Linked DNA regions of Mus musculus: regions 1, 2, 3, 4, 6 and 7 are each linked to region 5. Evidence: chromatin contacts called from public HiChIP or PLAC-seq, Micro-C and promoter capture Hi-C data. All regions are on one chromosome and are shown on one strand. Each heading gives the region's core, a stretch centred on a gene start, on an enhancer-like site or on the middle of the called end of the contact. The rest is flanking DNA. Distances are from core to core; before and after follow the strand shown. Region 1 holds the start of Eif4e2 (eukaryotic translation initiation factor 4E member 2). Region 2 overlaps Gm32700 (a long non-coding RNA gene). Region 3 holds the start of Prss56 (protease, serine 56). Region 4 overlaps Dis3l2 (DIS3 like 3'-5' exoribonuclease 2). Region 5 holds the start of Dis3l2 (DIS3 like 3'-5' exoribonuclease 2). Region 6 overlaps Dis3l2 (DIS3 like 3'-5' exoribonuclease 2). Region 7 holds the start of Akp3 (alkaline phosphatase 3, intestine, not Mn requiring).

Region 1 (3,719 bases), core at 856-3,355, 510 kb after region 5:
TCTAACTATATGTATGTATGTACGTACATATGTGTGTATGTATATATTGGGAGTGGGTTATGTGCACATGAGTGAGCATGCCTGTTGGAAGTTGGCAGAGGATGTCAGAACCCTAGAGTTGGAGTTATAGGTGGTCATGAGCAACCAGACAGTGGGTTGCTCATGTCCTCTATAAAAGCAGCAAGTGTTCTTAACCACTGAGCTGTTTTCCCAGCTCCAACATCTTCCCTATGTGAACTTTCTCTAGAAGGTTCGTAAGGGATGTGGGGAACTCTCTTAACTGCAGAGAACATGAACTGGACGTGGTGGGGCCTTTAGTCCTAGCACTAGGGAGGCAGAGACAAATCCATCTGTTTGAGGTCAGTGTACATGGTGAGATCCTGTCTCAAAAAAGGATGGGGGTGAGGGTGGAGATAGTTCAGTGGTTAGGAACACTGGCTACTTTCCCGGGGATCTGGGTTGGTTTCCAGCACCCATGTAGCATCTGTTACTCCAGTTGCAGGCGATCCAACACCCTCCTCTGGCTTTGCAAAACGCCCATGCATATAGTGCAGACATATGCACAGACAGAACACCCATATACACAAGATAGAAAAAAAAAAGCCTTTTTTTTATGGAGATAGGGGTGTGGGATCTAAGTACAGAGTCTTGGCTTTTATGAGGTCTAGAATTTTTAAAAGTGTAACCCATTTTAACTAGCAAGGTTCTTCTAGATGCCACAGCACAAATGTGTACCTTCAGCAGTACGTCCCATTCGTCTAATGTAATACTTCCTCCCACCCCCACTGATCACAAAGGATTTCTTGAGTTTTACTATCTCCCCCCCCCCCATTGTTAGAAATTCTTCACAGTATGGATAGTCAAGAGGCACTGTTCAAAATAAAATAAAATAAAATAAAATAAAAAACAAACAAAGCCAGGCAGTGGTGGCACACGCCTTTAATCCCAGCACTTGGGAGGCAGAGGCAGGTGAATTTCTGAGTTCGAGGCCAGCCTGGTCTACAGAGTGAGTTCCAGGACAGCCAGGGCTACACAGAGAAACCGTGTCTCGGAAAAAAAAAAAAAAGGCCCTGTTCACCTGACCCACATTTCACATGAGCAAGCTGGGGTCCAGAGTAAGAGGAACTCTCTAGAACACTCCTTTATAGGGTTCAAATTTCCATCTCTGATCCAATCTCAGACACTGTAAGAAAGACTCCTAGCCCTGCAAATTCCTTTCGTCCTCTCTCTTCTCAAAAGCCAGAGTACTTGCAAGGCTAGGCCCAAAGCCACTGGGCTGGGTGTGACAGGAGAGCTTCCTCAGCCTCCCTTACATGCCAGGCAATAGGATGATCCCCTGAGGTCTTCCTGAGGAGAAAAAGCGTGACCTTGCTGAGTGACCAGGGGACAACCACGGGCCAGTCCTGGGACACTTTCCTCACCTGTAAATACAGGCACGAACATCAATTTCTACCCCTCCTCTCTGGTGATTAAAAATAAACATCTAACAATGTAATATGTTCAGCAGATGGGTCAGGAAAATGCGTGCCTCATAGCTCTGGAGTTACATCACCAACTAGGGAATTTATTCCTGTGTATGTGATGTGGTTTTGGACAGTCCTTAGGAGTGTGGGGACAATGACTTCAGTTGAGGAGGCAATGATGAGTGAGACCATCTCGGTCCTCAGTAAGTTTGTCACCCTGGTTCGACTCCCCCCACCCCCCACTTCACCCAATATATAGGGAAGGTCTTAATGTATCCCAGGCTGTCCTCGAACTCACTATGTTGGTTAGGCAGGTCTGGATCTTCCTGCTGCCATTTCCCAAGAGCCAGAATTGCAAGTTTGTTTGTAGTGCTCTCTCGTCCTCTCCAAACACCAAGAGCAAAGGATCAACTGCCAGAGAATACCATTTACTAAAGGTTACTATGCCTGACATTTTCCCCCTGGAATCCACGGGGAGGTTAAAGTGGATGGCCGGCAGCCTGCGTAGACAATGCTCAGTGCAAGCAGCCACACCAAGACAGCCCCGGTCGGAACAAGCGCTGTCGTCCCGGGCCACCCGTCCGGGAAAGAGGCCCCGCCCAAGGCCTGAGCACTGACGTTCCGCTGAGCGCCTCGCCAGCCAACCGGAAGTAGCCGGGCCCTTAGCGATGGGACCCGGTAGAGCGGAAGTCACTCCGTGAGGCAGTGGCGACAGCGGCGGCAAGAGGATGAACAACAAGTTCGACGCGTGAGTGGCGCGTGGCCGACCCCGGGGCCCCTTCCCCCAACCGTCCCCCGGGACCGCTCCCGCCGGGGCCGGGCGCGCCCTCAGCCGAGCCGCTCGCTCCCGGGCCGCCGCAGCCCGAGCCTTCCTGCGCCCGCGGGCCCGACGGGGCCGGGAGAGCGCGGCCGAGGTCGCCGGGACCCCTGAGCCGCTGGACCCCGGCGCGGCACGGGCCGGGGGAGGGGAGGCCGCGCCGCCCGGAAGGAGATTTTCGGACGCCCCGCCCTGGTGGGTGCGGGCTGCCGGCGGCGTGGAGGGGCGGGACCTCAGCGCTTCGGGTGTTTCCGCAGCCTTGCTGCCTTCTCTCTGAACGCGGCTTCCCTCCCGCACTCGCTCGGCGTCCTGGGAAGGTCACCTCTCCCTTCCGAGCCTCGATTTTGTCTTCTGCAAGCGGGGACGGTAACAGAGCCCGTGTCGTAGAGTTGGGCAGCTGCGATGAGGTAATGGGGCAGCCGCGCTGAGTACTGTGGCCTCTCGAGTACGGAATGCTTTTCATCTGAGATTCTTCCTGCTTCCTCCCCGACCACCACCCTCCCTTCATCCCCCACCCCGTCCCTGTCTTTCAACTCTTAGTGGCTGCCCACCCCTGCATTCATCTCCAATTCCCGCAGCGAACAGTTGGGAAGTACAGAGAAGAAATATGTGTTGGGGTGGGGGATGGGGGGGTGAGAACATTCCCCTCCTAACGATTAAATCTTTTAGCATTTAAAAGTAATTTTCGTTTTCATCTAGCCCCACTTAAGTTAGTGTTTCACAAGAATTGTATCCCTGGGTAGATTGCAGTGCTCCCTCCTCTCTATGGTTTGTAGTGATCAAATCTGGTTTATCATTCAAAGGCCTACATTTTTAGTTTTAAGCCCACCAGCTGTTTGACAGTACAAAAGTCCTCCAGTCTGAGCCATCGATCTCACCTCTGTAGTGGTTAGGACCGGAAGGACCACATCACGCTCTGCAATACTTAGAGGTACTGTGTAAAATGCTGAGCATGAGCTGTGAAGGGAAAGTGGACTCACTGATAGGTGGTGAAGCTGCAGGTTTTCAATACAGTGAGTTCAGAGGTGCAGACTCAGGAAGTACTGGGATGGGGATTCCAGTTGTACAGCCAGCTCTTCCTTAGGTTTTCATGGTGGCTGAGTGAGCTCTGCTTCTTGAGAAAAGACCTGATGTCTTCTCCACCTTGCTTATTAGCAGAGTCCAGCAGGATAGAGATCCATTGGTCTCCTGTCATAGGCCCTGCAATACCTAGCTTCATACCTGCAGCCCTTCCTCCCTTCTTCTCCTATTGGAACAAATCAAACTGCATCCTAAGAAGATAGTTTTTAGGTTGCCTGTCTTGAATAAGGATGGTTATGTTGGCCACTGTCGTCGTCACTGTTCTGTTGCTGTTGAAGAGATGCCATGACCAGGCAACTGTTTTTTTGTTGTTGTTGTTTTTGGGGGGTGGGGGTGGGGTCTGAGACAGGGTTTCTCTG
Region 2 (3,810 bases), core at 861-3,360, 270 kb before region 5:
TTTTACTTTTTTTTTTTTTTTTTTTTTTTTTTAGGTTTTTCAAACAGGGTTTCTCTGTGTAGCCCTGGCTGTCCTGGAACTCACTCTGCAGACCAGGCTGGCTTTGAACTCAGAGATCTGCCTGCCTCTGCCTCCCAAGTGCTGGGATTAAAGGCGTGTGCCACCACTGCCTGGCTAGTAATTTAAAATTTTAATTTTAAGAAACATAGGCACACACAAAACCAAAACATCAAAAATCCAACACACTAAAATTACAATTTACCAGAAACTTAATCTCCAAAAATAAAGGTATTTAGAGTTGGGACTTTGGATATGTAACTGGGATTCAACCAGGCAATGGGAGTCTCACTGTCATTTATCTGTTGAGTGACGTCTCACTACACAGCCCTGGCTGACCAGAAACTGCTATGTACACCAGGCTGGCCTTGAACTCACAGAGATCTGCCTGACTGTGCCTTCTGTGAGTTGGAATCAAGGGTGTGCGACACCACCACCTCCAGCCTTACGTTTGTCTCGCTTTGTTAAGAAAAGGAGCCTGAGCTAATAGGCTTGTCCTCAAACTTAGCCCTCACATCACAGTGAAGCAAGCAGGCTCCATGGATGTGGACTCCCCAGAGTCTAGAACTGCACCTAGAACAGGTGTCTAGTCTCTACAGATTTCCCTTGGAAGAACAGAAAACAAACTGAATCACTATTTAGCAGTGGTGAACTCTGGGACTTGGGCAGCTGAGCAGGAGACACCAGAATTCAAGACCAGCTTGTTCTACGTAGCAAATTCCAGACCAACCTCGGCTCTCGGGAACTTTTATCTCAAGAGAACACACAAAACAAAACAAACCCACAAAGTCAACTTTCTTCCTTCTTGGGATTTCCTGTGCTGTGTATTTATCAGGATCCTTCAGTAGATGTGACCTTGGTGTCATATGATGTACTTTGGGCAAAAACAGGACTGGTGAGTTGTATTGATCTAGGAAAGGATAATGGGAACATCTGGTGTTACCACCCTTCTCATGGGTTAGATCTCTCCCTTCCCACCGTATTCTGCTTTTCCTGCAAGCAGCTACAAGGTGTATATGTATTCATGTCTATGTCCCCCACTGCAGACAGGTGGCATCTTACCCTTCACACCTCCTCATGAAATGATCCTCAGCAGACAAAAATCACCTTTCCCTAGCCCGGCAGTGGTGGCACACAGCTTTAATCCCAGCACTTGGGAGGCAGAGGCAGACGGATTTCTGAGTTCAAGGACAGCCTGGTCTACAAAGTGAGTTCCAGGATAGCCAGGGCTACACACCGAAACTCTGTCTTGAAACACACGCCCCCCCCCCCCAAAAAAAAAATCAGCTTTCTCACAAGCAGGACCAGGGCCATACATGGGACCAGATGTAGGTCCAAGGCCAGGCGCAGCCCACGCATGGACCCTAGAGCATGCCAGCCACACCACATAAGCTTGTGAGTCCCTCCCACAGCTTTCCTTCGATAGTGTGCTTTGGAGACAGGACGTTTGGATCTTCTTCATCGCTCTGCCCAACTCCATGAACTAAAAAAAAATATTACTTTACATCTGAATTTTATATGTCAACCAATGAGGAAACAGGTTGTCTACCAACTTCTAGTATTAATACTTTCAAACTGCAGCTATAGGTGAGGAAAAATATCTCTCCACACATGAATTCAACCGGACTTGAACAAGACTAACTAGAAACAGGAGTGCCCCAGCCTGGGAGAGTAACTGGAAGGCTGGTGCCAAGAGGTTCTGGGTCTGTCACACCTGGTTTCAGGGTTTTGTATTCCGCCATGATGTGGAAGAGACACGGGGGGGGGGGGGGGGGGCGGCATTATAAGTACAAAGTCCTGTTCCTCCACTTGCCTAACCTGGCTTAGCTGCTGTGGAGGTGGGTGTCACTTGCACAAACGCTTTAAGTCAGGCTCAGGGGTGAAGGAAAAAACAAGACTTTGATAAATTGCAGGGAGCAGGGCCCTGTGTCTCTTCTCCCGAGGCTGGTGGCCAATTGCCCGCATTTCCTGGGTGACCAGGGAGGAGGGAGAAGAAAAACACTGTGCTGCCTCCCCTTAGTAGAACTGGAGCCCGGGCTGGGGCCTGGTGAGGAAACGAGGCTGGAACAGAAACTGGGCAGTAAGATGGGGTGAGGACAACAAAGGCTCTGTCTGCCAGAAAAATATCTGAGTGCTGGGCGCATCGGGCTACAAAGAGCTTTCTCCGGCCGGGCCAGCCGAGGGCAAGGCTGTCTGGCTGCGGCAGGCCAGGGGGCACCGCTCCCCCCACCCCACCCCCGCCCCCCAACCCCGCAAAACTCGGAGGCTCCCAACTTGGAGCCAGGCCACCAGAGGCCCAGCAGCCCCGCCCAGGCCCCGCCCCGCCGTCTCCTTGACGACCGTGACCTCAACGCCGGGGCGTTCCAGAGTCTGTTCCAGTTGCTACGCGACGGCCGGGTGACGTCAGTCCATTGAGTTTAGTTCCCCAGGCAACTGGCCGGACAGCTGCGCTGGGAACTATTTGTGTCTGTCCCTAGAGGGGCGGCGGAGCCTCCGGGGTCTGGCGCAGCTGAGGAAGCGCTCTCTGGGACTCGGGCGGGCGGTGGCCGCGACACAGAGGCCCTTTCAGGCTGCGAGGCCGGGCGGGGCGGGTCTGCGCCCCCGTGGAGCGCCCCGCCTTGGCTCCCTGCACCCTGCTTTTCTCCCGCTGCCCGGGAGGCCCCTGGGCCGCCTGGCTTTGTCCTGTTTTTAAACGCTCTCCTGCGTAAAGCCTGGAAGAAAGAGGCTTCTGTTTGTGGCATCCCAGTCCACACGTCCACCTTGGCCAGGACCCAGTATCGGTGGTGCTCAGTAGGTGCCCAGCATTGACATTCCCAGAAGGCAATTTCTACCCTTTTCAAGCTGCCAGAATCAGAACCCCTTGTCAGTTTCTGGTATTCGGCTACTGGGCAGTGCCTGAGTGAGGCGTCTTGGTGAGCAGATGGGCTAACAGAGCTTGGAAACCTTCATGGGAAAATAAAACGATGGTCCAGAAAAGATTCACCATGTACGAAATAAACCCAGTTTGGGCCACTGCGGGTGAACTACAGGTGTACCAAGTACGCGGTAAACTGAGGCAGATAGCATCAGTCAGAGGAGAAAGAATATGGTTCGAGTCTGGAGAGGAAGTGAGTATGTCAGGAGCAGAAAAACAGGCATGCAAAAATAAAGCAATGACCCAAATATGGGCGTTAAAGCCGGACAAAGCCCGTCGGTGCCAGGGGCTCTATATTCAGCGTGCCGTGACTATTGTCTCTGGTTTAGGTTACACAGTAATCCAAGCTTCTCCGAGGCTTCTCCCTACCACTGGCAGCCTTTTCATCCAGGTCCCTCACCATCTGTCTTCAGGGACCAACCATCTCCAACCTCCAACCCCCACACCCTACACCCTCCACACCCTCAGCCTCATAGGCCTAGCTCTGACTTCCAGACTGTCTGCTATTCAGTCTGCTCCAGGAGCCGTCCTACTGGTTTCTGTAAACTCCCGGCATCTTGGCTGCTTTTCAACAGCCAGTAGCTGCTGTATGACATAGACGCACGAGGTTCTGAGAGCAGGAGGTAGCTGTCTTTCACTGAGAGGCCTCTGGGCTGCCTTTCTAGGGCAGACTGATCTGCGGCTGGAACAGTTAGACTGGGGTTATCTTTTTCCCTCTAGTTGGAGCTTCACCACGATCCTGGCTTCACACACACACAAGGGCACTGTTACTCCCATGTTACACAACTTGAGGCCTACCTGGGCCCATGCCCACCCTTAACAGTGTCACCCTGACAGTT
Region 3 (4,296 bases), core at 1,669-4,168, 480 kb after region 5:
GTCAGAGTGAGAAGCAAAGCTGACACTCTGAAGGGAACTCATAGCTATGAGGAAGGCCCTCTTCTCAGCCATCCTCTGAAGTCAAGCCACACCCCCTCCCACGGCCACCCTCAAGGTCCTTTTTCCTTTTCGGGTTGCCACAGCTCCCTTGCTACCTCCCTGTTCATTCAGTTAAACACCTTTCTCGTGACTCCTGTGAGACCCAGAGCGATGACCCCACCATCCCCTTACAGGAAGACTGCACTGTATTAACTCTGTTAACCTTCCTAACAGGGCCATCCTCCCAGATGACTACACATCCATCCTTGAGAGTCTGGTGCCACATAGCACCTACTGGGTGCTTAAAACAGACCCTCAGCCACATTTCTGAGAGCAGGGGCTCAGGAGAGCCCTGGCTGCTGCCAGGAACCTGTCCCCTACTTTTCTCCTTCCTCCCTGTGTTTCTGGAAGTCTTGTCATTCTGGAGTCTGCATCCCTTCAATTCCTGCATCCTCTGGCCTCTGTCTCTATGTCACGTTGGACTGAGCAACCAAACTTCTTTACTGTTGCATAGCCCAAATCAAGTCACATTCTGAGGTAAGGGGGTTGAAACTCCAGCATATCTTTTGGGGGGGATGATTTGGGCTCCAACAGGAAGTGACTCACGAAAGCTCACTCAGGAGTACAGTCAGCCTCACGGGCCTGTCTGAGTCACAGCTGAATGGCCTCTCATCCCACAGAGGCTCTGATGTCAGGCTCCTCTCAAATTCCATTGCATCAAACATCGGCTCACAGCCACCCCTGTGCCCATTGGGCCGGCTGATGCTGATGCAGAGATGCTGTCCTCAAAGACAGCCTGGGGGTTTCTTAAGCCATCCTCCTGTTCCTCTCTGCTCCTTCTCCTAAAAGAGCATGGAGATCAAGGGACATGTCACTTGTCTCTTTGTCACTGTGTATTTCCTGGCTGGCTTGAAACTCATTGTATAGACCAGGTTGGCCCCAAACTCACTATGTAGACCAGGTTGGCCCCAAACTCACCAGAATCATCCTGCCTCTGCTGATTTAAGTTTAAGTAGAAGGTAGATGGCTCATGACTGAGCCAGGATCAAATGCGTGAAACACTTCACAGTGAGGAGACTGTGGTGCAGTGAGTAACGGATCCTCTGTGACTATGTGGAGGCCTAAGTGAGGGAGGGAAGGGAGGGAGGGGGACACCCCCCCCCCTGCACACACACACACACAGAGCTCATCCAGAGCATACCTATAAAGAGGCTACATCATTGGATTCTGGGGGAGGGGGCATTGTGTCCCCTTTCACTCCTCCCATCCCTCCCACACCCCCAACCCTTCTTCCTCACCTGAACTCACAGATACCTCCTGAGAACCCACTAAGGCTTTCTAGATATATTGAAGAAACCCCCAAGGTTCCCTGCCACACCCCGTCTCTCTTCCTCCTTTCAAAGTGGAAGTACAGAGCCCAAGGGCTTGTCTCTGCCTTTGGGAGGGGTGAAGGAGACCTACGGCCCTCCATTAGGCTCCATTGAGACTCTTAAAACAAAAAGACCACCTTACCCCTGGGAATTAAAATTGCCCAGGAATCTGATCCTGGGGGAAAAGAAAGATTGCTCTGATGCCAGCCAAAGGAAGAGATTCCACATGCTCCCAACAACTTGTAGGATCCCAGGAGTCGAGACAAGGATGGGGTGGGGTGGGGTGGGGGTCTTCTCAACTTGTAGGAGCCAGATCTGAAACAGTGTGCTTTTCCATGCCCTGCCCTTTGCTGTGTGGGTGAGAGAAGGGTCTACTCCCTTCCTGCCATCAGACTGGACTCAAAGCCTGACACATGCCAAGAAGGCAGAGTGAGGACAGACAGTTCTATGCTGGCCACTCCGGCCTGGCCAGGCTTCAGCAGGCATACAGGAGCCATACCTCTCTGCTAGAAACTTGGAGAGCACATAGGATTTACCTATGATATGCAGAGATAACTCCAATCCCTAGTGTCATTGAATTGACACAACAATCTATACCTACCGTTCTCTCTACCTTCCTGGTGGTGGGAGACAGGCTACGTGCTGTGATAAGCAGTCCCTTTGAAGAGAACACATCCCCTAGCCACAGTGTGTCCCAATTCCTGTACTTAAACCCTTAACCAACATGTCCCTGCTGCCAGCACAAATCAAGGTGCCAAGGGTAGTTTTGTTTTGTTTGTACCCAAAGGCTCGGCCCTACCCCAGGTGGTGACTGGATATCAGGACAGTTGCCTGTTTATGACCTTCTCTCAAGAGTCCCTCCTGCCAGATCAGGGTCACAGCAACTGAAAACAAAGCTGGACACACTGAGTGGGCAGGGACAGGGGTCCTGCTGGATCCTGCGCTCCCCAAACTGGGCCACAGTGGGGCCTTTCATCTCCCGCTTGCTTTTGCCTCTTCCCACCCCGCTACCCCAGTGCAGCAATTATGGCGCAAATTAGAATGCTTTGATCATCTTTAGAAAGGGCCACACGGAGGAGGGACACTGCCAAGCAATTAGGGGCAGAGGGGCTGGAAGTTCAATGGCTTGCTTAGGGGGTGAGACTGCCCAGGACACCCACCCCTATCCCTAGCTCTCCTCCCTCCAAAAGTGCCTGTCCCAGCAGAGCAGTGGACTCCCCAGGGTGGCAGAAACAGATGGGGATCCCCCCTCCCAGCCCCTGCCCACCAGTCTCCCTCTGCCTGGCCCCCAGCCCAACGGTCAGTTCTCCAGCCCCATCTCAGCCCCTTTGAAGCAACCGCAGGAACAAGGGCCGCTTTCACAGAAGTGGGGAGACGCAGAGTGGGACGATGAGACTTCAAAGGTGAGGGTCCAGCCCACTACCTCATTCCCTCCCCCAGTCCTGGCTGCCCTCCCACGCACACACACCCCTCTGTCCTCTATATAGCTCCAGGGCATCGTTTCCCTGAGGGCTCCCAGGAGGTGAGGGCCAGGTGAGGTGCGGACCATTAGAAGTGAGTAGTTTAGTGTAAGACAACGGGATCAGATGGTTTGAGGGACACAAAGTCTGTGGGCAGGAAGAATCACAGGAGAGGGTAGAGTCCAGGAATAAAGAGGACAGGGTCTCCCGCCTTGGCCCCAGGTCACCATGCCGCTGGCTATGTTGTTGCTGCTGCTGCTGCTACTGTCCCCAGACTCCCAAACTGCCCATGGGCATCCACTGTACACGCGCCTGTCCCCCGGCGCCCTGCAAGGTGAGCCGGGCTGGTCCGAGGGAACCACGGGAGGTGGGAGGGGCATAGGGAAAGTGAGGTCAAGGGAGGACAAGGGAAATGAGCTTATCTCTCACACTTAGGAGGGCCTGTGGTCCTTCTGCCCACCTTCTGCTGGAAGGAGGAGCCTGGAACTGGGATATAGGAAGGGAGGGTAGACAGCCTCACCCAGGAAGCAGAGACAGCAACACTGCCAAGGGGTTCCAGAGATAACGGTGTTAGAAGACCCGGGGCAGCATGCCTTGGGCCCAAAGATGGATACCTTAACCATATTACCTGGATGTCGGTGGGCAGTGGTTTTCCTCTGAAATCTTTAAGAAAGGAGCTTTTCAGAGATTCCTTCCCAATTGTAGCACCATCTGCCCTGAGGGCTGGCCCTTGGGGCCTGACCTCTCTCCCCATCTCTACATCCCTGGTAGTCTAAGAGTTCACCACGCTTCTCTGGGACTCCCCAGACAAGGTTCAGGAAGACTTAGACTGAGTGGGGCTCTCTGCCAAGGGAATGTGACTTTGTGTCCCATGTCCCTCCCCCTCCCAGTTTTATCTGCCCAGGGGACTCAGGCATTGCAGGCTGCCCAGAGGAGTGCCCAGTGGGCCATAAAGCGCGTGTTGATGGAGATCCAGCACAGACTACATGAATGCCAAGGTTGTACCAGAAGTGCTACCCCACCCAGCAGACTCACATTGGTACAGGGGACTCCTCCTTTTGTCCATGTCCAGCCCTTATTTTTAGGTTCCATCGTCCTTGGGGTCAGATTCTTTTTGAAGGTCCAAGTGGAAGGGGTATGCCAAACTTGAGACACAGCAGGGAGGAGGGGAGAGTGTGGGCTCAGGTGGTCACAGTTCATGGCTGCTCAAATAGTTCCATGTGCTAGAAGGCGGGCCAAGTGGAGAGTGGTTGAAAGATGAGGCCCAGCCCCCCCCCCCAATAAAGCGAAAGATCCGCAAGAGGGCGCAGCGAGGCTCAAAGGATTGTTTCTCAGTAGGACCTGGACGCCCTAGACCTCAAGCCCCCCTCCTCCAGGACCCACCGGAGCCAGGTGAAACTAAAAGACTCCAAGGGCTGAAAGCGAGG
Region 4 (4,135 bases), core at 1,480-3,979, 340 kb after region 5:
CATTCTGATTGCCTCTGAGGCCACTGGCCCCAAGAGCACAGACTGATGCGTAGGGATATAGGACTTGGAGCAGATCACTTCCCTATTTGCACATTAAGCTCCTGCCACCCAGAAAGATAAGAACATTGTAGGGCCATAGGAGAAGTGATACCCAGGGTGGAGTGAGGCCACAGCTAGAAAAGATGAGTAAGAAATCCAACAAAGGGATTCAAAGCTAGCTCTGAAAGCTGAGGCCTACCAGCCATTGCTAGTGTAAATAACTCTGCTGCTGTGTATGAAGGAAGTAGTACTCAGTAGATAAGGAAGTAGTACTCAGGAGATAAGGAAGTAGTACTCAGTAGATTGGTTAGGGCCTGTAGAGAAAAGATCAGGAGACTTGGTGACCCCAAATTATCAGCATGCCTGGCAGTGAGTATTAGGAAGTTAGAAACACCTGAGAACTAAACAGAAAGGACAATAGTGATAGAGGGACCCAACAGTCCTACCTCCTGAACTGGAGCCTGATGCCATTGCTCCCAGGAGTCCTTCACTCTGTGCAGGTTGTTGAACATCCACTCTGGGACTAGCACATATACCACTAGGGATGGAGACGAGATACAACCTAGGACCGAGAGAGGCCATCACAGTCATGAAGGCCAGATGCTATGATGGGGACCAAGAGGATGCTAAGAGAGAGTTCCTCATGCTATCTTCCAAACTGAGTGATAGCCAAAGAAAGGACATGAGCGAGGAGCAGCCCTAGTACTCTGGGCTGTGAGAACAGTATATGAAAGGACAGAAGCCAAAAGGGCCTCAGGACTTCAGTAGAGCCAAAGTAGGATGGAGCAGGGAAGAAGAGTGATGCAGTCCAAACATACATAAAACATACCATATTGTTTAGCCAGGTAGAGGAACTGCTAGTCTTAAACAGTGGTTCCTGCTGGAAGGGACATGACCCTGTTTTGTGTGAAGGCAACACAGTAGCAGGAGATGACGACCTGGACAACAGTGATGACAGGAAGGAAAGCAAGAGATGCTTCTGGAAATCTACTCCAGATCCTAGAACTGGACCATTTGAGCAACTCTTGCATACCCTGTTGCTCTTTAAAAAGAGGAAGAAAGAAAAGAAAAAAGGAAAGGAAAGGAAAGGAAAGGAAAGGAAAGGAAAGGAAAGGAAAGGAAAGGAAAGGAAAGGAAAGGAAAGGAAAGGAAAGGAAAGGAAAGGAAGAAAGGAAGAAAGGAAGAAAGGAAGAAATGGAAAGGGAAGGAGGGGAGGGGAAGGGAGGGGAGGGGAGGGGAAGGGAAGGGAAGAGAAGAGAAGAGAAAAGGAGAAGAAGAGAAAGAGAAGAAGAGGAGAGAAGAGGAGAGGAAAGGAAAGAAAAAAAGCAATAACAGGACAGGTGCCCAGACAAGAGGAGGTCTAGCTAGGCTAGGGTAGACACACTGTAGTCTGAGTGGTACTTATTTATGGCCAGGAACTTGGTCGCTGATTTTCACTTGGTTGGCATGCCTGCCTTCCTCAGAGGCTTCTCACCTAACCACTGTCTGACCTGTCAGGATGCTGAGGTTATGTAGACTGAAAGACCCTACATAGAGAAAGACACAATCTCAAAAAATTAGGTAAATAGCAAATAATAACCACATTTGGACACAAGTAAATAAACATGGCCCAGTCTGGGTCCTCGGATGGTAGGTGCAGTGTCCAGCAGCATAAGTTGTGTTGAGCATACTCACTTCCTAAGGTAAAGAATGCCTATAATAGTAATAAATTGACAGCAGTGTAAATTTGTATCTGAACCTTTCCCTTTAAGTGGTATCAGTACCGTTCTGGGCGGAAGCTTCCTTTCTTATGACATGGAATGTGCATCTCTGGTGTGCACTTATATATAGGTTGATTATGGCTTGCCAGGACATGAAACCCTGGCTCAGCTGGTCCCTGGGATGAGAAACAGCAAACCTTCCCCCTCTTTCCCCAGGCCTTGCAGGCCCAGACAGCAGGTAGGGACTGCTTGAGAGAGGGCTGCAGAGCTTTCACCGTGATGTCCTGGCTGACAGCCTCCTGTCACAGAAGAGTCCTACCCAAGACCTCCAGAGTTGTGGGGCCCCAGTGGCTCAGGCCTCCAGATGCTCAGCAGATGCCAGACCTGGGACTGAGGCCCCATCTCTGAGGGCTTGGCTTGCTGTTCTGGAAGGTGATCCTGGCTGTCAGCCATTCTTGAGCCCCTATTTAGAGCAGTTGTCAGGCAGTTGCTGGGATTCAGCTAGCTCCCCATCCCCAGCAGGGCTGAGTGATCTCATGCCTATGCGATGCTGTCGCCTGGGGAGGAGGTGCCCTAAGACTGAAGGCAGGTGCCCAGACCAGAAGGAGAGTCTAGGCCATGGCAACCCAGACAACCCTCAGCCACTTTCCCAGTTCCATACCCTAATGTGCTCCAGCCTGGTTCATTTGCCCTGGGATAGCACAAGGCATCATTTGAGTTTGGCTGCAAACTTTATGTGAAGTTTGCCCCTTTCCCCACAAGAGAGGAAAGCTCAGATTGATAAGCTCGCTTGCCAGAGACCCCACAGCCAACCGGTTTGCACAGAACCCTCAGCCCAAAAGGCAGCTTTAGCTAACGAAACAGCAACTGGCACTCCAGGGACCCCTGGACTTTGGGCCACAATTTGTAAACTCTCGAGCTATTCTTCCCAGAAAGTTCTTGGGTTCTAAGTGGCTTTTGCCACGTCCCAGGACTGGAACAGAAGAGTCTGGTGGCCCCCTGCTGATCACTGTGAGAACTGCACAAGGGTAGACAGGTGCCAGCAAGAGGGGCCTTGGCTAGCCCCAGGTGAGAGGAGAGATCTGTGCACCCCTCCATGGGTGATTGGCCCCACAGGGAATCTTAAGTTCAGTGGAGCTCTGGCTGCTGCTGGTTTGGCCATGTCTCAGCCTGTCAGTTCTAGATCTTCTAGATCCTGGGCCTCCTGGGAGTCTGGGAGCTCCTGGGCCAGAGTATCGCTGGGTCCTTTGTGATGTGCACATGCTTGCTCCTTCCCCTTCCACTTGCAGGATGAGAGGATTTTAAGATCATTTCCTCAAACCACCCTAGGACACTAACGAGCCTTATCCGCACCCAGAAGTGGGAACTTTGTTCCGTGCATCCTCTTGGTTGGTGACAGGATTTAAGTTAATGCTTTGCTCTTGACAGACTGTTGTGAAGAATTCCTAGGCTGATGTCTTAACTCAGAGGGAGAGAGGAAGCGAAGGGCAGATGGACAGGGGGTGCAGAATGGACAGATGGACAAGGGCTACTAATGGAAATAGGAATCACAGGCACCAAGGTGCCTGAACAAGGCCAGCCTATGCAACCAGAGTCATGCCAGATTGTGATCAGAGTTAGACATGCTCTTCTTTTCTCAAGGTCTTGGGCAGCTTACAGGGCTGTGCAGATGTCCATGGAGGATAAATTGTCAGGTCATGGTCACTGGAGAAGCTGCTTGCCTGGAGTCTTCTCATGCCTGTTTCCCATAGTGGCCCCTCCTTCACCCCATCTCTCTTCTCCCACCATGAACTCATGTGGAACAAAGCAGAAGAGTTCCTGTGGACCAGGACTCTGGATCATCCCATCAAAGTCTCTGACTTATAGCTTGGAGCATGGAGAAGGGTCCCTGTCCTGAGCCATTAGCCCACCCTGCTCCTGCCTGCCTAACAGCCTTATCCTCACAGTCCTGCTGTGGGGCCCTACTGCCACCTGCCGGCTTCATTTACAAACTGCAGTCCTAGTTCAGCCTTGGGATTACAAGAGACTGTGTACTCTGGTCAACAGGATTCTGAGACTGCACAAAGAGAACAGGTCTGGAAACAGTCCTGACTTCCCATAGCAGTGTCAGAGCATTTATTTAACAGTCTGAGCAGGGACAGACAGCATCCCAGCACTGTGGAGGTTGTGACAAGGTGAAGGATTATCAGATGTGTTAGTCATTTGTGTGGTGTATGTGAAGAAAGGAAAGCACCACTGTGTCTTGGACAGTTGATATTCCTGCTTGGTATCTGGCCCAGAACACATGTTCCCTCTGCCTTTGCACCAGCCCTGTGATCAGACATTAGCATTGTCTTACTTTGGGAAGGAAGAACAGGAGATTCACCAGGGGTTCCACAACAAGAGTGTGGTAGAAC
Region 5 (4,279 bases), core at 1,773-4,272:
AATGGAATTGAATGGATGGAAAAAGACAACTTCTGGGACCAGCTGATGGCAGAATGTGTAAAGATGTGGTGATAGGGAACGTGCAGTTATCGACCACTCCTTAATGCCTGCTGTTGTGACTGGGTGGGTATTAACACGGAATCCTGAGCAGAGGCAATGGTGGTCAATAATCAAGATTAACCTACCCTGGAAATCTCTAGGACAACAGCGGCTCCTTCTAAGTCCTTAACTCATCAGTGAAATGGGGTTTAAGAGCAAGGTCACAGACTGCAGGTTTATGTCCTTCCAAATTCATATTCTGAAAACTGGTCCAAGGTAATAGGAGCTGGAGCTTTGGAAGGTGATTGCAACACAAGGGTGAAGACATCAAGAATGGGATTGGTATTTTTATGAGAATGTAGAAAGCCAACTGGTTCTTTTCCTGTCTGATCAGGACAAGGCAGGAAATAGGAAGTCGGTCCCGACCAGACAATCTGCCAACACTTTAACCTTAGAGTTCACAACTTCAGGAATTGTGTACATTTCTGTTGTTTAAGGTTCCCAGCTTATGGTTGTTACAGCAGACAAGACCAAGGTGTAGACACAAGGCCTCCTAAAATCAAACTGGTGTGCTTCTGGAGGCTGGAGGCTCTTTTCATATCCCAGCAGGGCATGGGAGTTGTGGTTCTGTTCATATGCTGGGTATTTGGAGACATTTCTCAAAGCACTTTGCATCATTAATGGACTGTCAATCACCCAGAAACCAAACATAGATTAGGCTTACCATGTTGAAGGGTAGAGCTAATTAGGCCTTCCCGTTTCTTATGACACCACTGACATCCAACAGAAACCCAACCAAATGGGGCCTAATGAATCACCTGACCCTTCTTCAGAATACACTCTAAGGTATATGCTAGACAGAATTCACCGACTCATGCGTTTGGGCCTTCTCTTCTCTAGATCATGAGGTGGCTTTATACCTTTTATTCACAAAACAAGTGATATGGCTTACTTTTATCAAACCATCACTACTTACTGGTCCTGGTTTGCTGTATTATATCTAGGCCTTTGCTATAAAATGAATGTCTGTCCTTCCCCACCTCCCCAACACCTAAAGAGACAGTATCGGGAGGCAGAGTTATTGATTGATGATTAAGTCATGGGCATCTAGTCTCCATGAATGGAACAGTCTCCTTGTAATAGATTCTAGAGTCCGTATTTGTATTTTCTGTCTTTCGGGAATATGGCGAGCAGATTCCTGATGATCAGTCAGGAAGTGGCTCACATCAGACACTGACAAGGGTCTGTGACTTAATTTTGGCTTTCCCAGCCTCTGCTCACAGACCACTCAGTCTCTGGTATTTCGTTTCTGCAGTGAGAATAGATTAAGATAGCTCTCTTGACTATATCGTTCCTGTATTCTTCAGCCACACATTTAAAACCGTTTACTTGGTTTACTTTCATAGACAGCTGGTTAAACCAATTGTGAAAAGACTCACAGTTTTTCACAGGAAATCATTATTTCTAAATCCTTTGGAAGAGCTTAAGGGCACCCTTGTTCTAGGAGGATTATACATGGACCAGAAAGGCATGTGGAGCAAGGCTCTTAGCCCCCATCCACTACAAAGTGTGCTGTGGACTTCCTTCAGCTCACATGAGGAAGACAGGCTCACTAGACTTAGGAGTCATGGTAGTACATGCACTCAGCCTTCACACCAGATGTTCAGTCAAAATGTGGTCTTAGACACTAATGATCTTGACTCTCCTTCCTTTGTCCTTGCCATTCTATTCTTGAGTTTATTTTTGGTTTTCTTAGCTCACCTCCCATTTCTGCCCCCCACCCATACCCCATTTGTTTGTTTGTTTGTTTTTCCAATCCTTTGTTCTTTGTCTCTACTGGATTTCCCCATCCCTGTTTCCACTATCCTGCTTACTAGTCACAGAATCCCCAAACCTCTGCCATTTATTCTCTGCAGTTAGAACAGGCAAGGTTTGCTTACACGCAAGTTTGTCTAAGGGTTCTGAAAGGATCTGAGGAGGAGCGAGAAAAAATAAAATAAAATAAGAATCCGCAGGCTCATTCCTTAAGCAAGCATGGAAGTTATACCAAGGTGGGGCTTCTTAAAGCAGGAAGAAATCCAGAAGTTTCCCATATCTTCTTTTCTTGACGCTACATGGAGAAAAACGAAGCTGCCTCCTTCACACGTAGACAGCTGGTTAAACCAATCATGAAAAGACTCACAGTCCAATGAAGTGCACTCCACTCCCTACTTTGACATTGTAGTATTGAATTTTGATTATTCTACTGGCATCACTGAACACATGATCTCCACAACAGTTGGCAGCTGTGACCAGCTCCTCACTAACTTTTTTTGTTTGTTTGTTTCCTTTTCATACTTCCCAGGACGCTCTTTGGGTTTCCTTCTCTGTGGTTCAGAGTCCTCATGTTTTCAATTTTTGATCCATTTGCCTATCAGGCCATGCTGCCTTCCTGCAGCCTTAACACCACATTGCAGGTATTCCATGGCTTGACCCACTTTCTCTCCCCCTCCACTTGGTTGAGGTTTCTTTGCTCTTCTCTTCTTTTGCCTAGGCTAGCCTTTCTCGCACAGGCTTTATAGCTTCCTTCGCTCATCTGAGCTAGCTGGACACTGTCACCTCTCTGGTTACCAGCCTGCGCGTGCCAACAATGCACCTAGTCCTGTACAGGTGTCCAGTGAAGGAGTGATGGGCCAATGCTTGGATGAATAAAGACTTGGTAACTAGGAAGGTGGTGGCGTTGGTGCTGAGAGCATCCAAAAGTCAGGTGGAACCTGCAACGTGACAACGGCTGGGTGGTGGGTTTAGGATCCAGATAGCGCGAGAGGGACCCCAGTCAGAAAGGCTGCTGTCGCTAAGGCGGGAGCCGCCCACGCGGGATGAGCCTCGTACCGCCCCTCATTCAATCCCGTGGTCCTGCAGCGACCACCGCCTCCACCGCCCACTAGCCCCGCGCTTCGCTCTTGGCTCAACCCGGCCACCGTCGCTCTCGGAACGCTCGCTCGTGACCCGGAAGCGCATTCTCCCTAGCAACTGCGGGTCTGCGGCGCCGCCGGCCTCCCGGGAGCGACGGTGAGGCTCCTGCCCCCTCCCCCTGCGCACGCCCCGGCCGTCCGGCCTGGCCTTCCCTCCGCGCCGCGTTTCGCGGCCGGGACCGTGCGTCCTAGCCTCACGGGGCGCCCGACCGCGGCGCCTCTGGTCGCCTTCCGCCGGCCCCGACCCGGCCTCAGGCTCCTCACGCCCCGTGGGCCCTAACTTTTTATATTTCAGTTCAGTGCGAGAGGAGGGAGAGGGGACTGGAGTCGGTGTCTGGGAAGCCGCGACTTTCCGAGGCTTGGGGCACCTGGGGACGTGTTCTCTCGTGGGTCCTGATGGAGGCTGATAGGCTTGTGGTGCCTCCGGAGTGATGAGCGGCAGCGCTTGCTGATCACCCGAGCTTTCCAAAGTGATATAGACTTTATCAGGTGTCTATACGCTTTGAACCGAGCATTTATTTCCCCGGGAGTTAGCTTTGCAGTTAGGAATGAGCTGTGGACAGTATATTGTATTTTAGCTGTTGTGGTGTCCAGTTTTATACAGAAGGGACGTCCTGGGACCTGACTAATCTTGGGAAAGATTGCAAGTAAAATTTACTCCGTTAAATAGGGCCAGGTGTAAATATATCTCTGATTTACACTTCAAAAGATAACAGTGGCACCGAAAACCTCTTTTGAGTTTGGACAAGTGACACCAAAAAGACCTTAGACATTGCTGTTCTTAATAGAATGATGGCGTGAAAACATAGCTGTGAACAATTTGCAGAATTATTTAGGAATAAAATTCAGGAGCCTTTTGAGATTCATCATTGAAAATGGTATCATTTAGTTTCAGTACTAAGCACCTGTAGTGTTAATGCACTTGAAATAAGTTTTAGAAGACATACGAGGTTGTACACATTCCACCATTGGGAAAACAAGAAGATGACATATGATTAAATACAATCTATGTGGTAGGTATTCAGTGCTGTGTAGTAGGTTAGGGGGTGGGACTTTTAGGAACATAGTTGATTTGCCTCTAAAGGATAGATACACTATGTATTGGAGGGAACTGAGCGAATGAAATAATTTTGTAAATAATATTCTTTAGGGCTTGGGAAACGTTTTCACGTGGTTTAGTTCTTATTTAAAAAATTAAAGTCACTCTGATCCTGATCCATTTCTTTAAGAACACACCATGTTCTTACCCCGTCTAGATCTTTTGCTTCTGCAGTCAGTCTTATTTT
Region 6 (4,030 bases), core at 790-3,289, 310 kb after region 5:
AGCTCTCATGCCAGGAAATGCACCAAACTCACCAGAGCAAGCACAGACAATGGAGGAGAGACAGGTGGCTTGCCCCAAGACCCCCCAGGAGCCTAAGATGGCAATATTGTCGTTTTGAATACATTGTGCAGGCACTTGGCCTCTGGGAGGGAGGAAAACAATTAGCTTAGCATCAAATCATGAACTCTGACAACTGCTCTATCTTATATAAGATCTCCTTACATAAGGATGCAGAGAGAGCATCCTCATTAAAACACCTCAAGGGGTTCATACTGATTTTCTAGAAGCAGAGCTTCTCTCCCAACAAATACATCAGGACTGGCTATAGACACTTTTTTCTTCAATAGGCTAAAAAGATCCCACATTCCTCCAGGAGACAAACCTCAGAACAGCCACAGAGGAACTGGGCTCCATGGTATAGGTGGGGCATCTAAGGTCCCAGAGCCCACCTCCATCCAGACTCAGGGAGAGAACAGGCAAGCCAAATCTGCTGGCTCTCAATTTGGTTTACATAACTCCTGACTCCTCAAGTCCCTGGAAACTGAGGCCAATTCCCTGGAAGATCATTCTGTTCTCTCCTGTTTTTTCAAGAAGAGAGCCAGCCTGATCACTGGCTCCGAAGACTGTGTGAGAGTGTCCCACTTCCTTCTTCCACGAACTGAGTGTCTGCCGTCATGGCTGTTGTTTAGGAAGGTTCTGTTTGAACTCTCATAACTCCATATATGTTGACCTTGTATTATAAAGAACTTTACTTATCTTATGTGTACCCTCCTCTGTTTCCAAAAGAAAATGGAGGACTTGCAGCAAAGGAAATAAGTAAGGTGAATACATTAGGAGAAGTGAGAGACTGGGAAGGGAGGCAGACAGAAGGTGAGCTCCCAGTATCTGTGTGCAGAGTAGGCACCAGACTCTCTACTGCAGTATCGCAACAGCAGAAGCAATCCTACCTCAGAGAGTTGAGGGGGAAGGTAAGAAGGCACATTTTTTTTTAAAATAACAAACTTGACTGAAAGTTGAAAGATGTGTTCCTAGTACTAAGAACAGTTTCTCATGTGAGGTTGCCTTTAGGGGCACTGCATACACTTGTAGCAATGAAAAAAGATGTTTATAGGCTCTGTCTTAAGGTAAACTTGGTGAGAATGGAGGGTAACTAAAACAACTTAAGGAAGGCCATGAGTCTGGGGAGCACTAGCTCTTTTGGAGCCTCAGTGTGTCCTGGGTAAAGTTGGAGCATCCTTGTGGTGGCAGCTCGATTGGTGCACTAAGTGCAAATGTGCACCAAGTTCTGGACTCACTCTTCTCGGACACATAGACTGAGTGTGGCTCATATCTGTAATCACAGCACTCAAGAGGTGGAAGTAGAAGGATCAGAAGCACAAGATGGAACAACCTCAGCTCTATAGACAGTTTAAGGCTATCCTGGGCTACCTGAGACCCTGTCTATAAGCAAATGACTAAACAAACAGACAACACACTTAATTTTTTTATAGCAACCACTTTGAAGTGGGAGGGGTCTGATAGGGTCTCTATTGTTCACAGCAAGTGCACAAGGTCAAGAGTAGCTAGGCAGATGAAGAAGAGGCCAAGACACCTGAACAGTATCTTTCCCATGGGTTCGGAGGAGCCACGTGCCACCTTCACAGTCAGCATTGTCTGTGCGAGTAGCTCTGGCAGCATCAGTGCCCAAACAACGGCTGATACGAGTCCCCAGATGCAAGAGGAAATAGTTGTCTGTAATTGCCTGTTTTAAGTAGAGTGGTCAGGAGGCTACAGCCTCCTCATCTGGCTACATGTGGCATATGCAGGCTTGCTCATCAGACCTTGTATTTACTGTTTTCACCTTAATGGAGAATGGGAGAGGCAAACAAAGCCCAGGGACTTTGTGGAAGCTGACTAGAAGCCTCTGGGACTCCAGGGACTGCCAATCTGCTAAAGAAGAAGCTAAGAAAGAAAATGAGCTCCTCTGCATGGGTCTCCCCATGATGGAAACAGAAGGCCACATGGCACAGTGTAAATAGAGCCCTGCTGCACTGCTCTTACTGTGGTGAATGAAGAAGAGGCAACTAGCCAGGAGGGCAGGACCACTACTACTGTTTTGCTGGCTGGTTCCTCCCAAGTGAGCAGCCTTCCCTGGGGACAGACCTTAGCTCTAAGACAGACGTGGCTTCTTCGGAGCAAGTCAAACCTCAACATCGAAGAATCCTTGTCTTGTCAGTTTTAGCTTTAACAAGAATAGAACAAGCTTCTGGAACAGGACACAGTGGAGTCAGGAGAAGCGGCCTTAAGTGAAGACACAGCTGTGGGGTTTCCAGACTCGCACTGCAGGGAGGCGTCATCCAGTGGGAGCGGCCAGCCTCGCTGTAGACTTCCAACACTAACGAATCGGGAACTCCATGCTGAACAGGATTTAGTTAGAGGGTCCCTGTGCCAGCAGATGGATGTATTTTTCTTGAAAGACCAAGGTGCCAGAACTCTTCATGATTACGTTACTGGAGCAAGGTCCTTTTTTGTGGTTTGTGAAGTTGAGCGTCAGGACTGCAGGATTCTCTTGCTCTTTCTTACTCTTATTTTTTCCAGGTCAGAACCAGAGCTTGGAGCAGGGAGGAAAATCCTGCTGAATGAGCAAGTTCTTTCTTAAAAAGCTCTTCAAGTCCAAAAAGACTTCAGTGGACTTAGGAGAAAGAAATTTAATACATTGCCATAGAATCGTTGTTAACCAAGTTAAAGCAAAGCCCACAGCATCTTTGTCTTATAAAAGAAAGCAAAGAGGAGATGGAAAAAAAGAAATAATGCTTAGGAAATCCAAACCAAACAATGAAGACTAACGAAGGAAAACTAAAGATCACTTCAAAGAATGTGAAGATTCCCTCCTAATAAGATTTTTCAATTTTCAAACCTAAGCTTCAGGTGGGAGGACCTTTTCAGTTTTTTTTTTTTTCAAGTATGCTGTTAAGTGGCATTCCCCAAAATGTTGGCCCTGTGTAGGATTGGCTGCCTTCCACATAAGGAGCAGTCAGATACCCTGCAAGACCCAGGAACTGAGGGAGCTTTAACCATGGGAAGCTGAGAGGCTTGCCAGACTGCTCCTTGACCTGAGCTTGAACCTGAGTCCTAACTGCTAGCAAACTGAAACAAGCCCAGCCTCCAGGAGAAGAAAGTGGGCGGAACTAGAGCAGTCCTAGCCAGAAAACTATGCTCCTTTCACCACTGGCTCTGTCTTTACATCCCTGGGAGGGAAGCCTGGGTTGGGCTTCAAGATCGCCTGCTCAGACCATCCCTCTCACTTGCTAGCCCCTTCCAGGCCCACGCAGAGGCACTAGTGCCTATGAGAGGTCAGTTTGCATCTGTTGTGGACAAGACAGGGAATTCCTTGACATTTTTAATATTTATTTATCTTTGTTAGTGTGTATGTATACACACACACACACACACACACACACATATATGCACAAATGTACCAACAAAAAGTTATGGAGCTTGTGGGGGGAGTCAGTTTTTTTCCTTTCACCATGAGGATTCCCAGAATTGAACTCAGGTCATCAGACTAGAAGCAAGCATCCTCACCAACTCAGCCTTCTCACTATACCTTGCATAGAGTTTCTCAACTTTTGCCTAAGCTCAGACTGGTAGTTTTTTGTTTTTGTTTTTAAAGATTTATTTATTTATTATATGTAAGCACACCAGACACACCAGAAGAGGGCATCTTATGTCATTACAGATGGTTGTGAGCCACCATGTGGTTGCTGGGATTTGAACTCAGGTCCTTTGGAAGTGCTCTTAACCACTGAGCCATCTCTCCAGCCCCAGACTGGTAGTTTTTAAAAGCACCAGAAGTTCTGAGCTTCCATCTTCCTTACTCAGTGAGTTTAAGAAGCACCTGCCTAGGCATGATATTCTCCAGGGCAGGCCATTTGGGCAGGCCATCTGTACATCTGAGCTGTGAAAGACTGGCTTGCTCATTGACCCAAGAGACACCTGGCCTGCACACTGACCACCCTTTCCTGTTTCATTCTGTCACCTTCTGTTGCTT
Region 7 (4,356 bases), core at 415-2,914, 420 kb after region 5:
CCTTGGCTTTGACTTTGGTTTGTCTGAGTTTGGTTTGAGGCTGTTTTGGTGGTGGTGGTCCTGATGTTTTTGCTCATAGTTCTGGATCTTGAACCCAGGGTCCTTATGTATGCTAGGCAAGCATTCTGCTACTGATCCTCCCTCCACTCTCTTATCTCATGATGGCTTTTAAAATCTTATTTATTTATTTATTTATTTATTTTTGAGGCAAGATCTCGCTATGTGGCCCTATCTGACCTGGAACTTAATACATAGACAAGGGTGGTCTCAAACCCATAGAGATCCTCCTGCCTCTTTCTCCTGAGTGTTGGGATGAGAAGTGCTTGTCGTATTGGCTTTTAACTCACAGTGTGGCCATGGCTATCTTGGCCCAATCCTCCTGCCTCCAACTCCTGAGTTCATAATTACACTTGGCAGATTCCCTTCTGTTTTCAGGCTAATGATATTCAGTTACTTATATGAACCATTTCTTGTTTATTTGTTTTTGTTTTTTGAGATAGGGTTTCTCTGTATAGCCCCGGCTGTCCTGGAACTCACTTTGTAGACCAGGCTGGCCTCGAACTCAGAAATCCGCCTGTCTCTGCCTCCCAAGTACTGGGATTAAGGCGTGCGCCACCACCCATTTCTTGTTTGTTGATCCATTTATCCACCCTAGGACACTCAGGGTATAATTTCATTTTCAATGGCAAAGGATGGTGAGGGCTATATTTAAAACGAAGGTTTCTTTAAGTGGGTTTGGAAGTCCAATGCCCTGGCTCTTATATGTGCTTGAATCTCCTAAGGATCCTCTTCACTACATCACATGGTGAATAGCATCATGAGGAGACAGAGAGAACGCTCCTAAGGGAGCCAAAAATGAAGGAGAGGCCCGTCTTGATCAGTCATCATAACCCCCTCTAGTAGGGACTAAGTAGGATCTCATGAAAAACACCATAACCCCTTCTAAGAAAACAGCCTCAAAGGACCTAGTCACCTCTCCCTTCCATCACCTCCCAACATCATCATCACACTAGGGACCAAGCCTGCAACTTGTGCACTTCAGGGACAGGCTCCATCCATATTCAAGCCACAGCACATGGTTGCTCTTGTTGGAGGCTGCTGTGCGATGTTTGTCTCAACATAGAAGATAGAGCTCTGCCTGCAACCCCATCTTAAACAGACAGCGAAGAGAAAGCATCCCAAGTACTTGCCCAGGTCAAGCTTAATGGGGGGCCAAGTAGACAGCAGGACATTCAGTGTGCCTTGTTTCCTTTGTCTTTTGGCTCCAGGTATCAGCAAGCCAAACAAAGGCCCCTCATCTAAGCTGTGTTCTTCCAGGCCTACCTCCAGCGCCCAGAATGAGCCTATTGGCCCCCACAGCTCTCAGGAGCAAGAGTGATGTACAGGACATTGTGAGCAAGAAGTGGGTGCTGCAAACTGCATAACCCCCCTCCCTACCCGGGGAGGACACCGAGTGCTCACACAGAGCTTACTCGTCAGGACCCCCAGCCCAGGCTGGGTTAGACACACCCTGCCATTTTTCTCTAACAAGCAGGAGTTCAGTTCAGTTCACAGGGATGGGGTGGGGCCAGGATGGCCACTTTGATCCATGGGAGGGGCGTGGTGTTGTGCAGTTAGGAACAAAGTCTCCCCCTATTTAAGTCCAGGCACTCTGTGCTTTAGTTGATCCCTGGTGTCTCGTGTCTTTGTCTGCTGCTGTCCCGCCACCAGCCCCAGCCATGCAGGGCACCTGGGTGCTGCTGCTGCTGGGCCTCAGGCTACAGCTGTCCCTTAGTGTCATTCCAGGTAATGAGGCTCCTTCCAATGAACACCCCATTCCCACCCATGGCCCTTCATGCTGACCCTTCCTCTGCTATTCCCTTGGCCAGTGGAGGAGGAGAACCCGGCCTTCTGGAACAAGAAGGCAGCCGAGGCCCTGGATGCTGCCAAGAAGCTGCAGCCCATTCAGACATCAGCTAAGAACCTCATCATCTTCCTGGGTGACGGTGAGTGTGTGAGCGAGGCCTGGCCACCCTGGGGCCCTTGTACTCCAAGTACCCAGGGCCACTGGTGGGTACGGACAGGCCTCAGGGTTCAGTCCTGACGAGGTTCTGCTCCTTCAGGGATGGGGGTACCAACAGTGACAGCCACCAGGATCCTAAAGGGACAGTTGGAAGGTCATCTAGGACCTGAGACACCCCTAGCCATGGACCGCTTCCCATATATGGCTCTGTCCAAGGTGAGTTCTTAGCCACATCTGAAATGACTGATGGGGATCCAGGGCAAGGGAGGCAGAGAGGCTCGGGTGAAGAAATAAATGTCTGCTTTGAGCCCAGTTGGGGGTGTCTCTGTCCCCAGACATACAGTGTGGACAGACAGGTTCCAGACAGTGCAAGCACGGCCACCGCCTACCTGTGTGGGGTCAAGACCAACTACAAGACCATCGGCGTGAGCGCAGCCGCGAGATTCGACCAGTGCAACACCACATTTGGCAATGAGGTCTTCTCAGTGATGTACCGTGCCAAGAAAGCAGGTGAGTTGGAGCCAGGCTCAGCTATGGGGGGCAAGCCTAGGGGACTGGATGTCTCACCCTGACCTTTGCCGTCTTCAGGAAAATCCGTAGGTGTGGTGACCACCACCAGAGTGCAGCACGCCTCTCCCTCGGGCACATATGTTCACACAGTGAACCGCAATTGGTATGGGGATGCTGACATGCCTGCCTCTGCGCTGCGGGAAGGTTGCAAGGACATTGCTACACAACTCATCTCCAACATGGACATTAATGTAAGGAATAAAGTGTAAGGGAGAGGGGAAAGGGGAGGGAGAGGAGGAGAAGGAGGGGGAGGGAGGGGGAGGAAGGGGGGAAAGGGGGGAAGGGGTGGTCCCAGGCAACCTTGTAGACTGAACTCCCTGGATCTTCTGGGGTCTTTGAGGGCCGGGTAGTTCAGTTCCCACATACCTGGTGAGGAGCTAGGGACTGGCAGGAAAAGGAGGCAGAAGACAACCTAAAGTTCACCTTCCTTCATCCTCTCTGACCACAGGTGATCCTTGGTGGGGGCCGAAAATACATGTTTCCTGCTGGAACCCCAGACCCCGAGTATCCAAATGATGCTAATGAGACTGGAACCAGATTGGATGGCAGGAATCTGGTGCAGGAATGGCTGTCAAAGCACCAGGTGACCGACTGCAGAATATTAGTGATACAGTGGAGACCAGGGAAGGGCTTTGGACCTTACCAGTTGCTTATGTCCCTCTAGGGATCCCAGTATGTTTGGAATCGTGAACAACTCATTCAGAAGGCCCAGGATCCGTCAGTGACATACCTCATGGGTAATGGCCCCACACTTCCTGCACTGGTACACCTCACATGGCAACCACTGATCCTCTGTGTATATATGTACCGTGACCCCACTGCCAAGCTTGGTGGTCACCAGTATATATTTTGGTTTTGTACCTCAGGCCTCTTTGAGCCTGTAGACACAAAATTTGATATTCAACGAGATCCCCTGATGGACCCATCTCTGAAGGATATGACAGAGGCGGCCGTGAAAGTGCTAAGCAGGAACCCCAAAGGCTTTTATCTCTTTGTGGAGGGTGAGTCTCCAAGCTCCCATGGAAAGAGGGGACAATGGACAGGGACAGGCTCAAGCTCACTGGCTTCCTGCAGGGGGCCGAATCGACCGTGGTCACCATCTGGGCACAGCTTATCTGGCGCTGACTGAGGCTGTGATGTTCGACTTAGCCATCGAGAGGGCCAGCCAGCTCACTAGTGAACGCGACACTCTGACCATAGTCACTGCTGACCACTCCCATGTCTTCTCCTTTGGTGGCTACACACTTCGAGGGACCTCCATCTTCGGTAGGTTCGGGAACAGTGGCAGGCTGTCAATTACGTACAGAATACTTCTGAGCCATCGTTTTCTCTGTCTGTAAAATGGACAGAAATGGGCACCTGCCTTGTGGGGATCTAGCAACGACTGAACCACTGGCCAGGCAAAAGGCGGGGGCTCGTCTAAGCATCATTCCTTGGCAGGAAAACGTGTCCCTCTTCCCCCATGCAGGGCTGGCTCCCCTCAATGCTCTGGACGGCAAGCCCTACACCTCCATCCTGTATGGCAACGGCCCAGGCTATGTCGGTACAGGGGAAAGACCCAACGTCACCGCCGCTGAAAGCAGTGAGTGCGGTGGGGTGGCTTGCCTGAAGGTCGGGTAGAGGTGACTCAGATCAGAGATCCTCTCCCTTAACATCTTGTCCCTCCAGGTGGCTCATCGTACCGGCAGCAGGCTGCTGTGCCGGTGAAGTCGGAGACCCACGGCGGGGAGGACGTGGCGATATTCGCGCGTGGCCCGCAGGCGCACTTGCTGCACGGGGTGCAG

What was found. Promoter capture Hi-C pulls out the DNA fragments that hold promoters and counts their contacts. Hi-C and Micro-C count contacts between places; a contact is called where the count stands out from the background. HiChIP or PLAC-seq counts read pairs in DNA pulled down with a chosen protein or histone mark.
Region 1: a contact with region 5 is called in an H3K27ac HiChIP or PLAC-seq map of cardiomyocytes, with 4 times the contacts expected there. The contact joins the promoter of Eif4e2 here to the promoter of Dis3l2 in region 5. A contact is called at or near these places in 10 of 39 promoter capture datasets (the 3T3-L1 cell line, the C10 cell line, cranial neural crest and 6 more), 4 of 484 Hi-C or Micro-C datasets (embryonic stem cells, liver and natural killer cells), 7 of 115 datasets of contacts at active chromatin or transcription factors (bone marrow-derived macrophages, cardiomyocytes, embryonic stem cells and 4 more) and 3 of 9 other capture datasets (adipose tissue, liver and macrophages).
Region 2: a Micro-C map of the G1E-ER4 cell line shows a contact between it and region 5. The contact joins the enhancer-like site here to the promoter of Dis3l2 in region 5. A contact is called at or near these places in 6 of 484 Hi-C or Micro-C datasets (the G1E-ER4 cell line, embryonic stem cells and epidermal suprabasal cells) and 3 of 115 datasets of contacts at active chromatin or transcription factors (the SCID.adh cell line, memory CD8 T cells and pro-B cells).
Region 3: a contact with region 5 is called in an H3K27ac HiChIP or PLAC-seq map of the NIH/3T3 cell line, with 8 times the contacts expected there. The contact joins the promoter of Prss56 here to the promoter of Dis3l2 in region 5. A contact is called at or near these places in 3 of 39 promoter capture datasets (the SN4741 cell line, embryonic stem cells and neural stem cells), 3 of 15 datasets of contacts at CTCF or cohesin (the NIH/3T3 cell line and stem cell-derived epiblast-like cells), 9 of 484 Hi-C or Micro-C datasets (cerebral cortex, cortical neurons and embryonic stem cells), 29 of 115 datasets of contacts at active chromatin or transcription factors (the 230-238 cell line, the NIH/3T3 cell line, T-cell acute lymphoblastic leukemia and 17 more) and 3 of 9 other capture datasets (adipose tissue, embryonic stem cells and liver).
Region 4: a promoter capture Hi-C map of neural stem cells shows a contact between it and region 5. The contact joins the enhancer-like site here to the promoter of Dis3l2 in region 5. A contact is called at or near these places in 11 of 39 promoter capture datasets (the 3T3-L1 cell line, 3T3-L1-derived adipocytes, the HPC-7 cell line and 6 more), 8 of 15 datasets of contacts at CTCF or cohesin (CD8 T cells, the G1E-ER4 cell line, the NIH/3T3 cell line and 2 more), 50 of 484 Hi-C or Micro-C datasets (2-cell-like embryonic stem cells, CD4 T cells, the G1E-ER4 cell line and 16 more), 51 of 115 datasets of contacts at active chromatin or transcription factors (the 230-238 cell line, CD8 T cells, DN3 thymocytes and 36 more) and 6 of 9 other capture datasets (adipose tissue, embryonic stem cells, embryonic tail and 3 more).
Region 6: an H3K4me3 HiChIP or PLAC-seq map of forebrain shows a contact between it and region 5, with 6 times the contacts expected there. The contact joins the enhancer-like site here to the promoter of Dis3l2 in region 5. A contact is called at or near these places in 1 of 39 promoter capture datasets (neural stem cells), 1 of 15 datasets of contacts at CTCF or cohesin (the NIH/3T3 cell line), 23 of 115 datasets of contacts at active chromatin or transcription factors (the 230-238 cell line, the NIH/3T3 cell line, the SCID.adh cell line and 14 more) and 2 of 9 other capture datasets (liver and macrophages).
Region 7: an H3K27ac HiChIP or PLAC-seq map of embryonic stem cells shows a contact between it and region 5, with 3 times the contacts expected there. The contact joins the promoter of Akp3 here to the promoter of Dis3l2 in region 5. A contact is called at or near these places in 5 of 39 promoter capture datasets (the C10 cell line, cranial neural crest, embryonic stem cells and 1 more), 1 of 484 Hi-C or Micro-C datasets (bone marrow-derived macrophages) and 7 of 115 datasets of contacts at active chromatin or transcription factors (bone marrow-derived macrophages, embryonic stem cells, large pre-B cells and 1 more).

Annotation. Positions count from the first base shown.
Region 1 is chr1:87,211,809-87,215,527 of GRCm38.p6, forward strand. Eif4e2 (eukaryotic translation initiation factor 4E member 2) reads left to right here and starts at 2,106. Exons shown (of 7, transcript NM_001039170.1): 1 at 2,106-2,211. The coding sequence starts at 2,192. It overlaps Chrng (cholinergic receptor, nicotinic, gamma polypeptide), which reads left to right. Exons shown (of 12, transcript NM_009604.3): 12 at 1-27.
Region 2 is chr1:86,432,106-86,435,915 of GRCm38.p6, forward strand. All of the region lies in intron 1 of Gm32700 (a long non-coding RNA gene), which reads right to left. Among named protein-coding and RNA genes, the nearest start is that of Gm32700, 7.5 kb to the right of the region's middle. Within about 2 kb of position 2,111, at least 443 of the 459 cell types and tissues checked have an H3K27ac peak or open chromatin away from gene starts, as enhancers often do. A contact at or near this core is called in the G1E-ER4 cell line, the SCID.adh cell line, epidermal suprabasal cells and 2 more, where this site is marked.
Region 3 is chr1:87,180,396-87,184,691 of GRCm38.p6, forward strand. It overlaps Prss56 (protease, serine 56), which reads left to right and starts at 2,919. Exons shown (of 13, transcript NM_027084.2): 1 at 2,919-3,203; 2 at 3,760-3,867; 3 at 4,208-4,261. The coding sequence starts at 3,098.
Region 4 is chr1:87,038,557-87,042,691 of GRCm38.p6, forward strand. The region is part of intron 14 of Dis3l2 (DIS3 like 3'-5' exoribonuclease 2); the gene reads left to right. Among named protein-coding and RNA genes, the nearest start is that of Gm28375, 27 kb to the right of the region's middle. Within about 2 kb of position 2,730, at least 14 of the 459 cell types and tissues checked have an H3K27ac peak or open chromatin away from gene starts, as enhancers often do. A contact at or near this core is called in hepatocytes, muscle stem cells, neural progenitor cells and 1 more, where this site is marked.
Region 5 is chr1:86,700,782-86,705,060 of GRCm38.p6, forward strand. It overlaps Dis3l2 (DIS3 like 3'-5' exoribonuclease 2), which reads left to right and starts at 3,023. Exons shown (of 21, transcript NM_153530.2): 1 at 3,023-3,090.
Region 6 is chr1:87,008,797-87,012,826 of GRCm38.p6, forward strand. All of the region lies in intron 13 of Dis3l2 (DIS3 like 3'-5' exoribonuclease 2), which reads left to right. Among named protein-coding and RNA genes, the nearest start is that of Gm28375, 57 kb to the right of the region's middle. Within about 2 kb of position 2,040, at least 33 of the 459 cell types and tissues checked have an H3K27ac peak or open chromatin away from gene starts, as enhancers often do. A contact at or near this core is called in forebrain, where this site is marked.
Region 7 is chr1:87,123,290-87,127,645 of GRCm38.p6, forward strand. Akp3 (alkaline phosphatase 3, intestine, not Mn requiring) reads left to right here and starts at 1,665. Exons shown (of 11, transcript NM_007432.3): 1 at 1,665-1,785; 2 at 1,869-1,985; 3 at 2,103-2,218; 4 at 2,338-2,512; 5 at 2,591-2,763; 6 at 3,021-3,155; 7 at 3,237-3,309; 8 at 3,439-3,573; 9 at 3,647-3,838; 10 at 4,041-4,154; 11 at 4,241-4,356. The coding sequence starts at 1,719.